2 separate regions of the Arachis hypogaea genome follow, and region 1 is linked to region 2. The links are chromatin contacts, called in public Hi-C maps. All regions are on one chromosome and are shown on one strand. Each heading gives the region's core, a stretch centred on a gene start, on an enhancer-like site or on the middle of the called end of the contact. The rest is flanking DNA. Distances are from core to core; before and after follow the strand shown. Region 1 holds the start of LOC112703150 (chlorophyllide a oxygenase, chloroplastic). Region 2 holds the start of LOC112703149.

Evidence for each region. Hi-C and Micro-C count contacts between places; a contact is called where the count stands out from the background.
Region 1: a Hi-C map of an unstated tissue shows a contact between it and region 2, with 3 times the contacts expected there. The contact joins the promoter of LOC112703150 here to the promoter of LOC112703149 in region 2. A contact is called at or near these places in 2 of 8 Hi-C or Micro-C datasets (leaf and an unstated tissue).

The regions. Positions count from the first base shown.
Region 1 is chr7:56,514,019-56,516,760 of arahy.Tifrunner.gnm2.J5K5, reverse strand. LOC112703150 (chlorophyllide a oxygenase, chloroplastic) reads right to left here and starts at 1,402. Exons shown (of 9, transcript XM_025754479.3): 1 at 1,124-1,402; 2 at 220-444. The coding sequence starts at 1,198. It overlaps LOC140174371, which reads right to left. Exons shown (of 1, transcript XM_072198816.1): 1 at 2,478-2,742. The coding sequence ends at 2,478.
Region 2 is chr7:56,262,649-56,265,348 of arahy.Tifrunner.gnm2.J5K5, reverse strand. It overlaps LOC112703149, which reads right to left and starts at 1,307. Exons shown (of 4, transcript XM_025754478.3): 1 at 652-1,307. The coding sequence starts at 787.

The DNA of each region.
Region 1 (2,742 bases), core at 153-2,652, 250 kb before region 2:
AACAAGAAAGACAAAACCATAGCTTGTGATTTCAAATGACAAATTTCAAACGACGAATTTGTCTCTCACTATCTGGAAAAAGGTAACAAACTTGTCTCTCACGGACGACGGTTTCAACTCCTAAAAGACTACTTTGTCCCTCATGTTTTTGGTGAGGATGAATAGGGGATTTAATCTAGTTCTAAAGTATATAGAATAATATAAGTGAACTACTGGAACCTTTTCATGGAGGAGCATGATGGTAAGCACATCTTGCCGAGCTCGCCAATCACAGTACTGAAGATCATATCTTGCCACTTCTAAGGCTTGATATACATCCAAAAACTTTCCTTTATAATGTGGGACTTTTGATCTCGGATCCTCCACGTCAAAGATTGCACTCCATGCATTCTTCTTTTCTACTTCTCCGAATACAGCAAGCACGCTGAATTTACCTTTCAAACCCTGAAAATTTTATATACCAACTGAAATTTAAGCTACTTATTATTCCCTCAGCTACAAATAAGAGGCCGTAAATTGTAGCATTTACAGAGAAGAAACTTTCTATAGCTCATACACAGCAGCAAAATGAGCTTCTACAGAGGTATAACATTTATTTTTTATTTGTTATCTTTTTAGTGCCCATAATGGCACTGATTAAGGAACCATAAGAAAAAAAATTGCATTGAAAATAGTAAAAGTACTTGAAATCTTTCTATTTCTGGATTCCTCAACAAATTCTTCGCCAAAGCTATCAGAAAATTGTAATCAATGGCAAATACAGGGAAAACGACAAGTACAGCATGCTAATTTTTTTTTTTTGAAATTTCCTTTTTACATAACAGCAATAAAGATTGAAATAATGCATATACCACACATACCTCTCGCCAATATCGCATGCCAAAAATTAAAATAAAACAAAAAACTAACATGAATCTTTGTGTAGTTTAGTCTCCCCCAACAAGTTTCCCTCTACTTGTCTAGTATGCAACCTTCTAAAATTAACTTCACCTCGTTTAAGATTTTAAAGACTAGTTTCATTTTCAAGAACAAGCACCAAAAAAGTACAAAGCCAGTAGCAAAACAAAAGAAAAAATTCAAATTCAAAATCAAATTACAAAAAATAAAATAAAATAAAGCATACCTTTTTGCTGTCAAGTTTGGCTGTTCTACAGAAGATTGGCAGAGTGAGAGCTGAAGCAGTTGCTATGGCGTTCATGGCGGTGCAAGGTTTAGAAAACAGAAAGAGAGAGAAAGAAAGAGAAGGAGAAAACGAAAGGAAACATTAATGACCGAGATTCAACTTTGAGCTAGGATTTTGTTTTGTTGATAAGAGGTTGGTGTTTCGCGCGATCTCAGTTTGCCTCCCTCGGTGCGCCACGTGGCAGTGCGTTTCCACATTGGTTTCTATTTGGCAGCAGCTACGTCCACACAGCTGTTTGGGGTTCTCATAGTATCTTGAAAATGTGGGTCCATCACACGTTGCCAGCTCGGATTGGGAAGATATCTTCTCTATCCTCTCGGCGCTCAGTCTATTGTCCCTTTATCTCTGAATTTTTTATTTTTTTCAATTTTTCTTTTCCTTAAAAAGCTTTTATATAAACTTCATTTTAATTCCTCTAAAGATTGGGTTTATGACAAAAATGGTTTTCAAAGATTGTATTGAGATCGTAGCGTAATTTTGTCTGAATTTTTAACGGTTATAATTTTATTTTATTTAGCACTAAATTTTTTAATGAAAAAATAACAATTTATATGAAAGTTGGTGCAATATATATGACAATATATTATGTACAAAAATATTGTTTATACTACAAAATTAGCTAACATTTATTATTATAAAAAACTAATGTATGAACCGTACCCAATACGAAAAAATTTATAAAAATAAAAAATATATTTTTCAATATTTTAAAAAAATACACAAAACAATTACTATTTTAAAAAATTTATAAAATTATTATCAAAATTAAAGTTTAACTTAAAAATATTGAGTAATTATCATTTTATATTTTTTTTAAGTGAAATAATTATATATTTTTCTCAATACATAATTTAAAATAAAATTAAAATATTTACATTATAATCTATTTTTTTAAAGAATTTTTTATAAACAATATTGATGGTTGAATTTGCTACATTTCTATGTGATTCATAAGTAAAACTTTTAAATATCTCTTACTCTTAACTCTTGAAAGTGCTACATATAGTTGGTCATGTGTAAAAATTGGTTTGGACAAGTACAATCCAACATCAGATAAAGTTTATCCCTAAGACTTATTAATTGTCATAGCAAACGATACTATTTATGGGGAATTGTCTTCGTTGAAATCTAATTGGGACAGTTTCATTTGTTGGTACCATATTCATTCTTGGAATCAAATCAATATGACCAATGTTATTACCCGTTAAGACTTCACATTCTATGACATGATTTCCAAGCTTCCTAACTTGTAACCTTGTGCCATTACAAACACCACTGGATTGGTCAATATTTCTCATAAACATGCCGGAACACCAACCATGAGTATTAATTTATGTAAAGGAAAACCAGAACAATTTATGCTATTCAGTAATTCAGGACCATAGAGATCTAGTTGATTCTCCATATTCCCTTTATCCATACATATTAAATCCGAACTAAGATATAATTTTTCCCCTCCAAGAATGATAGCCATTAGATGGTTGTTGACCTTTTCAACGATGTCAAGCGTCGGAACTAGTATAGTTCTTGCTTTGAAAAAATCATTTGAAGACATGTTT
Region 2 (2,700 bases), core at 58-2,557:
TTCTTAATAAATCAAATCCAAGGCATAATCCTTTTTATTAATAGTTCGAACTTAAAACATAAATCTTTTCTCCATAAAGATCAAAACATACTCTTTTCTCAATAAACCAACAAAACCCATTCCAAATATCCCAAATCATTTTAAATGCCGATTCATTTTTAATATCAAATTAATCCCGAACCAAGAAAATTATTTTACAAAGTATTTAATCAAACTAACTTTCCCACTCAATATTCAGAAACAATCACAATTCAATCATCATCATAATAACTTTAAACCAAATACAAAACCTAACTAAACATCTTCAATCAATCAATAAACCATTCAAACTAGCATTTACATTTATTCAAGAAAACTCGGTTTAATTCATAAAACTTACGAAATCATAAAAATATATTTTTCAAATTAATATCAACTTAAAACAATTCTTGATAATAAATTAAGTTTAGGAAATCGCCCTATCTCGATTGTCGAAATCCAAAAGCTATGAAACGCGTCAAAAATCTCTTTTTCCTTCTGACCCGCAGCAGCGGCAGCTTCAATCACAACATGCAATGACCGAAACTCGACCCTAAGTTGCCAATATCTCAAAATCCCTAACGGATTATTACAAAACATTAATTTCAAGGGGTTTCGGAAACGAACGCTTACCAAGAAGACAGCTAGCGGTAGTTACCAGCGGCGCAGCTTCCAACAGCAGCGGCAGCGACAGCGAAGGCAAAGCACAGCGGCAATTCCAGTTCTTCCTCTTTGCGTTCTCTCCCACGAGATCTCTCTCTTTCCTCATATCTCACTTGCTCTCTTTCTCCACTAGCTCTCTCTTCCTCTAGCGACCTCCACCACCACTGCAGACCCAACTGTGGCAGCGGTTCAGCGACGGCCCAGCAACAACAACTATAAATCCCTTGCAGCTCCACGGACGGCGACACAGTCAATGGCAGGGACGAGCTCCATGATCACGTCGTCTCCCTCTCGGCCTTCCTCCCTCGCGCAGATCCTCTGTCTTTTCTACAACAGTTAGACGGTAACTTCAACGAATGGCGGCGACGGCTTTGCATTGAACGGCGAGAGCTCTTTCTCGCAAGCACTCTCTCTGTAGCTCGACGGCAATGGCTACGCAGCCCATGGCAGCGCCTCCTCACTGCAGCGGCGTCGACCGCGGTGGCAAGACTCACGGCGCCAACACGGTCTTCCTCCATTTCTCCCTTCTCCCACGGCTCTGGTTCTCTCTCTCTCTGTTGTTGGGTGTGTGTATGTGTATTCTTTGGAAGAAAGGAGGGAGGTATGGCGGCTGAAGAGAAGAAAATATTAGGGTTGGAGATTTTTGGGGATATTTAATAAATTAGGGTTTTTTTTGGGACAACTAATAATATAATTAGGGTATAAATTTTTAATTGAGAATTTTTTTTCTTTCAATAAAATTATCTTTAAAAGAAAATACTATTTATTTATAAGTTTACAAATTTTTTTCAAATAATTACTTTAACTCAAGAATTAGAGATAATAAAAATCAATTTCCTTTAAGATTATAAGATAAAGTTAAAAATTTAATTATTCAACTTAAAACATATAAAATTCTTATATTATTCAATTACTTAAACTTTAAATTATAAATAAAAAATTAATTTTTATATAAAATCTCTTAAAATATAATTTTAATTAAATATAATAAATCATAAATAATTTATTATTTAATTTTTAAAAATCTGGCATCTTATAAGTGGCATTATCTATTGGGACTTTCACTTAATGATTTTAGAGAACTAACCTCTCTCATTAAAAATATGTGATGACATGATAATTAACCAACCTTTACACCAAAACTACTGTCACCTAATCATCTTAGAAGGCAATGACGAGAGTCTTTAATCATGGGAGAACACCTCTATGAAAGAAACCATCTACCAAGAGTATAGCAAACCACATTGAAAAAGCCCTAGTCACTACAAAAATTACTCAAATTCCTAGTAGATAACCGATGGAGCTTCTTAGTCAAGAAAAAGAGGTAGAGACATGAATTTTCACTAGTGCTGATATGGAGATCCCAAATAGGTTTTGTAACCCTACTGATATGGATGTTTACGATGGAACTATTGACATGCAACATCTCCTAGAAGCCTTCAAAAGATAAATGGTCCTCGAAGGGGTCTTAGATATCCTTTAATACAAAGCCTTTTCAATATGCCAAATGCACCGTAAATCAAATTTAAATTGAAAAAAGTTCATTAAACCTCTTAAAATGAAAAAGAGTTTAAACTCGAGTTGTATTCCAAAAAATACACAACAAGATTCACAATGAACTTTGAGGTTTTGTTTGTGAGAATGAGAATTGAGATTAAAGGAATAATGACCAAAATAGGTAAACGAAAAGTGATTGAAGAAATCTAAATCAATAGAATAAAAAAGTCTTGGCTTAGAAGTGATTCGTAGGGTTATTATCCTTGTCTCCTAAGTTTTGTTAGTGAAAAAGATATAAAATTGTTCCAATAAGTCAACTATCAAGTCAACTATCAATAGCATAAAAAGTCTCTTAGAGTTTATTAACTAAATTAATAAGTCAACCATCAATAGGTTATATGTAATGTGATCCTATCACATTAATGTAAAATGGTTACAGAGTCAAGAAGATTATCGTCATGCATTCGAAGGCAAATAAGAAGAATAATTGATGACATATGAAGATAAAACACAATCATAATC